Regions from separate parts of the Mus musculus genome. Here region 2 is linked to region 1. The links are chromatin contacts, called in public Hi-C maps. All regions are on one chromosome and are shown on one strand. Each heading gives the region's core, a stretch centred on a gene start, on an enhancer-like site or on the middle of the called end of the contact. The rest is flanking DNA. Distances are from core to core; before and after follow the strand shown. Region 1 has its middle 50 kb from the start of Gm32405. Region 2 overlaps Gm19859 (a long non-coding RNA gene).

The links. Hi-C and Micro-C count contacts between places; a contact is called where the count stands out from the background.
Region 2: a contact with region 1 is called in a Hi-C map of cerebral cortex, with 1.8 times the contacts expected there. The contact joins two enhancer-like sites. A contact is called at or near these places in 2 of 484 Hi-C or Micro-C datasets (cerebral cortex and conventional type 1 dendritic cells) and 1 of 9 other capture datasets (embryonic stem cells).

What each region holds. Positions count from the first base shown.
Region 1 is chr15:74,048,285-74,051,340 of GRCm38.p6, reverse strand. No RefSeq gene overlaps it. Among named protein-coding and RNA genes, the nearest start is that of Gm32405, 50 kb to the right of the region's middle. Within about 2 kb of position 1,595, at least 7 of the 459 cell types and tissues checked have an H3K27ac peak or open chromatin away from gene starts, as enhancers often do. A contact at or near this core is called in cerebral cortex, where this site is marked.
Region 2 is chr15:74,394,708-74,397,678 of GRCm38.p6, reverse strand. Gm19859 (a long non-coding RNA gene) reads left to right here. Exons shown (of 6, transcript XR_001781685.2): 1 at 1-1,653. Among named protein-coding and RNA genes, the nearest start is that of Gm19859, 4.3 kb to the left of the region's middle. Within about 2 kb of position 1,383, at least 7 of the 459 cell types and tissues checked have an H3K27ac peak or open chromatin away from gene starts, as enhancers often do. A contact at or near this core is called in cerebral cortex, where this site is marked.

The sequences.
Region 1 (3,056 bases), core at 346-2,845:
CCCACTCAACCCACTGTTCCAATGCACCCCACGAAGTCAGATCTTGACTCCAGGCCTAGCCATCCAAGGCTCCCATTGAGTTACCAGGTATTTGGGCACCCCCTGCACCCTACAGAGTCTTTCCTTGGCCACACCCAGTGTCTCAGGCAACTCAGGCAAGGCCAGACAGGTCATACCTGTTCTTTGAGGCTCTGCAGTCAGTGTGGTGGTGAAAGAGGTGCTCTCTGGAGGCAGCTGGTGGAGCAGACCAGGGAGGTGCTCCAGTAGGACCTCAGGTTCCTCACCTGTGAGATGAGCTGGCATTCTCACCCAGAGAGGATTGTTGAAGCGGGGCTAAGTGTTTGGGAGGATTGGGCTGTTACTCAACTCCATACTCCATGTGGCACCCAGCATGCAGGTGCTGAGGGAGTGATGGAGCCTGCTGGGATAGGAACCACAGACATAAACTTCTATGGGGCTTCTATGAACCTCTGTCTATTCTACACTGGGGTAAAGAAGATGACTCATCCCACCCCTGCTCCCTGTCTTTATGTGCTGTGTGAATGGGGCCAGGCTCCCATCTGCTGATGACACTCCAGCTGTCAATCATCTTTGTGAGTTGACACAGTTTTTAACTTCCAGAACCAGCCTCGGCACACTCAGAATTCTGACTGTGACCACTGTTTCCCTGGTGCTGGTGCAAGGACCCAGTAAGGAGGTCACTAGCGTCATTTCTTAGCAGAGACATGGACATTTGAAGAGATGACTCCAGGAGTGTTGCTCAAAGCTGGAGTGTCCCACTCTTCAACACTCAGCCTCCCAAGTCATGTCCTTCCCTATCAGACAGCAGCACCTAGTGCTATCCAAGCAGAGCACACTCCATCCACCCCAGCTCCGGAGGATGCACATGAGGAAGCCTAGCTCATCTGCAACGCCCACCCTCTGGCTAGGAATTCTCTGCTATGGGATGCTTTTAAATGTCCAGAAAGAGGAAACCTTTATTCCTAAGGACCATCACAGCTTGGGCAGAAGTCGCCTGCTTGGCCTTGGAGAGAAAGGCTTACTCCATGGGAGGAATGAGGACTAGGTAAAAGACAAGATACTCCCTCTTCAACTTGGCCAGTGGTGATCTCCTGTCCCCTGGGACTATTCTCCAAATCCTGTGATCCTTGCTGCCTCCAGGTAGGGAAGCAGGTTCAAGAAATTGGGACAAGAAGAGCCTGGACCTAGGAGACAAGGGAGGTGTAAAGTAGAAGGCCCAAGAGGAACCAATGAAAAAGAGGAAGACAGTCTGGGAACAGGAGGTAGTGTAGGGATGGTGCCGTGTGTGTACTGGCCTGTGACTCCCATGCTCTGATCCCAGAGAAAACCCCGAGTGAGCCATAGCCCAAACTCCATCCTGCACCTGCCAGACCAGGAGCACTCCAAAGCACAGATGTGTCCAGATGTGCAGATGGGTGGCCTACAGCCCCACTTTGCTGCTAATGAGAAACAGCTGTTCTCTGGGCAGGAGGCATCTCCACATCATGCTTAGGAACGTGGGGGACCATCTCCTGCCAGGCCTGCCGTCCATTATCATCCCATTATGGGTGAGCCAAGTTTTATGAGTCAGCCTCCCGGGGCTCAGCACCAAAATGAGCTGCTCCGTGCTGGGGAGGGGGTGGCAGGGCAGCTGGGGCCTGAGTCAGCCCCAGTAGGATTTCAGCTATGTGTCAGCAATCCTCTGCAGGGAAGGAGAAGGGAGGCAAGAAGGGAGAAAGGAAGGGGATGCAGCCCCTGAGGGTTATGACAGGGGAGCCTGTGAGCCAAAGTAGGTCTTTTCCATGGAGGCCTCTTAACTTGCTTGAAGATCATGGGCCTCTTAACTGGGTATCTAAGAAATGTGCCCAAATGCTCCACACGGCAGGTGGGATTGCCAGCTCCACAGAACTTCAAATTTTAGTCTAAGGATAATGTCAGACCTGCCCCTACAACCTGGGCTGGCCTAGGTTCAAGAGCCAGTAAGGCTGACTACCTCCTTCCTAAACCAGCTCTCTAGCCAGCATGGGTTCTGAGCTCCATACTGCTTCCTACCTGCCTTGACCTTGGGCAACTCTCTCCATCTACCCTACACTTGAGGCTTCCAGCTTCAGAGCAGATGGACACAGGGGTGAAGAGCTGGCATGGTGAGTCCTCTCCTGCCATCCAAGTTCTCTGTTCTTGCTACCTGCCTCCCCTGTTCTCTAACCACTCACTGGCTGGGTCACCCAGGCGTGATAGTTAATCTGGATTTGCTGCAGCTAATTAGAAGGAGTGTGTCCCCAGCTCCAAAGATGCATCCTCCCCTCCATCAAAGATGATGCAAATCCCTGGACTCCCAACTGCTATGGAGAAGCAGCAGAGGTAAGGCAGGCCATAGTGGATTACCCCGGATCCTTTGGGAACCACGAAGCCTGCTGAATACAAACTAGCATGTGTGACCATCCTCTGCCTTCTCTTCCAGCTTTGGGGAGGACCTTGACCAATAAACCAAAAAATACACAGCGGTAGGGACAGGCACAGAGAAACCCTGGGAGCAGATAGAGCCTTGTGGGGTGCTCAGAAAGCTGGGCAGGATGTCCGCTGCCTGCCTCCAGAGCAGTGGTTCTCAACCTGTGTGCCGCAACCCCTTTGGGGTTGAGCCACCCTTTCACAGTGGTCACATATCAGATATCCTGCGTATCATTTACATTAAAATCCATAACTGTAGCAAAATTACAGTTATGCAGTAGCAACAAAATTAATTTATGGTGGGGGAGAGGAGCGGTCACCACAACATGAGGAACTGTTATTAAAGGTCCATAGCATTAGGAAGGTTGAGAGCCACTCTACTGGAGTCTGATATCCTGCCCCAGGCAATGTTACCCACCCATAAGAGTTTTAGAAAACACATTGCTCTGATATGTCATAATGGCTTCTGTGGGCTAAGAGTCACATTCCTGGCTCTGTAAGGTGATAGAAGAGGAAACAGAAAGAGTCCTGAGCCTCACACCTCCTACTCTGCACACCAAGTTTCTCTGCCCAGTCAGTGCTGGCTCAGGCTGTGAGGTCCATCCCTG
Region 2 (2,971 bases), core at 134-2,633, 350 kb before region 1:
TAATAGCACAAAAGAACAGCAGAAGCCACACAGCAGCGCTCTCAGTAAATGAGACGTGGAGACTGGCCCTTGCCCGGTGGGTGGTGAATGTCTCTGCCTCTTGTCTTCTAGCACGGCAGCTAGGTCTTCTGGTCTCAGACCTTCCTATGTTTTCCCCAGGCTCCATGCTTCCAGTTCCAGTTGGTGGGGCACAGGCCATAGCATCATAAGTTCGGTAGCCTTTGGGAGCCAGGTCTGGCCACCAGACCATGGTTTGCCTGGATCCCCTATGGAGGAGGTCAGAAGCCATGCTGGCCTGGGTGGGATAGCATCGTGGTTGGTGTCTTGATGTGGATGGAAGCTTTCTGTTTATTTGCATGTCACATGGGTGAGCAGTGCCCATGATTTTTGTCTAGGAAAAACCTAGACTTTACGGCCATACATTCTGCTGGCCTTGACCCAGTGCCTGGCTTTCCTACCTTGCCCCTGCCCTGGTACATGGTTGTTCCACCTGTAATAAGAGTCCCCTCTCAGGAAGGAGAGCCTGCTGTCCTGTCCTGTGAATCCCAGAGGTCTATCTCAGTGCCACCAACTCTGAGAAATTTCTAGGGGAGGGGGTCCACATTTTAGGTTCTGAACCCTGAAAATGCCAGTGTAGCTAACATTTGCCCCTCTTGGAAATAACAGTTTCCAGTGTTAGGGATTTATTTGGACCCTACTCTAGTTCCAGCAGAGCCCTAATCCTGTCAATACTGAGTTTGGATGCTGCTCCCACCATGGGTATACACTAAGCTATAGTTCCAGCTAGACAGTATGCCCCACACCTGCTCACATACTGATCAAACAGGCCCAATTCCACTCATACACAACTCTGGTTTTGGTTATATACTGACCCTGCTCACACTGAGCCCTAGTCCTGGTCATACAAAACCCTGTCCTTAAACACATGGAGCCTACCCTGAGCTGGTTCTTTTGTCTTTGGGAGCATCCCCTGTGTTGTGCTGCGTGTATTAGGTGTTGAGGACTCAGGTGACCAGAGCAGACCAGCACCCCTACTCTACCCCCACCCCCAACCCCCAGAGTTCACAGCATGCTGCAGAAAACACATTCTAAGCAAGCAAGTGCCTATGTGGTAAATACTGTTTAGCCAGTAAAACAGCCAACTGCTCTCGACAGAAAATTCAGTTTGTGTCAGGGGTGGCGTGATGACCTTCACATGAAAGAAACGTGAAGGCCGAGAGTCACAGCTGACAGCGAGCCAGCAAGCCACCGAGGTTCAGGTGGCTTCCGCTACGCCATCCATCGTCATTCTTATTGGTCCAAGATATCTGTGGGACTGTCGCCACCACACTGGTGTTCTGAGTAGCCGGAGGTGGGGATGGCATGAAGACGAGGCATGCCCACTCCAGAAGGATGTCTGTTTGCTTCTCAATCCAATTGGCTGCAAATTGGATGTCACACTTAGCTGCCGTGGAAGCTGGGAAATAGTTCATATTTTTAGCCCCCAGTAGGGATTTTGTTACTAAAGGGAAAGAGACATGCTGGGCTAGGTGCCCAGCAATCTGCCAAACTTGAGGAACTGAGAGAGCTGGGCCCCGTGTGGTCTAGAGGGTTGGGTGTGCCTCCCTGAAGAAAAGATGGTTCAACAAGACCAGAACAGGAATTTTGGAGAAAGTGAGTGACTTCCGCGGATGATGGGGAAGGATGGGTGGGAATCAACCTGGAACAAGGGGAGATCTGGGGGAAATGGCTCTTCATGGGTGTTCTAGTGCTGGGGACCAGGCTCCTAGCAGAAGTAGAATACCTGTCTGCCTGCACTCTGAGCCAGGGCTCCTTTCAGTCGCTGCTGAGAGCCTGGTCAGCACCAGAGGAACCGTCTTTGGCATGACCTCTAGCACAGGTACATTTGTGGTGATAAGACCAAGTGTGTACGGGGACACTATCTTCAGACTCAGCCCTGGACTGGATATTGCTCCACCTGAGAGTGGGGAGGCCTGGCCCAGACCTTGCTGGGAAGGAAAAGGTAGGTGTGTCAGTGTGTGTGTGTGTGTCTGTCTGTCTGTCTCTCTCTCTCTCTCTCTCTCTCTCTCTCTCTGTGTGTGTGTGTGTGCCTGCCTAGCCAGAGTAACCAAGTCTGAGTGTTTGAAGGTATCCTCAGAGAATATGGGATAGATTATTTTAGCTGCCTGATGGAGTTCTAGCTGAGGCAAGCCAAAGATACCTTAGAGGGGCCAGGTAAGCATGACACATAGGTTAAGCGGGTCTGCCTGGCTTGCTGCTTACTGTCAACTTCTTGGGAGTCAGTGCTGAGGAGGGAGAGAGTACAGGCAGAGTTCCGAATACCTTACAGATAACACAGAAGTGGTCAGCAAAAGAAGGCAGGAGGGACAGGAGAAGGAGCCTGAAGGAGTAAGTAGCTAAAGACTAACTAGAGGGTTTCTAGAGAGTTCCTGGCAGCCTTGGCTACCTTAGGAAGGCCCCAGTGGAACAAAGACAGGGAGGGCCCAGACTCTGGACAGCTAGAGGGGGTCAGTGAGCATGTCAGCTGATGGCACTTCCTGACAGTCTGTGTAAGGCCTAACAAAGTCTGCAGTGTGTGCCAGAAGAGGCTGGCTGGAAGGGATTCCTTCAGAGCCAGGAGATCCCATCACCTCACTAAGCACCCCTCTTGACAGAGCAGAGGGGTGAGGTGGCATCTAAAATTGAGAGAGTTTGATTTCTGGATCACAAGGCCAGGCTTGTCCCCATGCTGGCTGGCCAAGTATATGAGGTATTTTCTATACTCTCCATCATTCTGACTCTGATGAGCAGACTCCCCTATCCCTTGTCCCAGGTCATCAAAAAGGAGGAACTTGGGTGATCTGGCTTGCTGCATGACATCAGAGGGTCTGAAGGAACACTTAGTACACTGCTTAACACTGAGGAAGGAGCTTTCAAGCAATTGCAGCTTGACTGGTGAGGATGAGAGCCCAGACCCTACCTCCATCCTTTG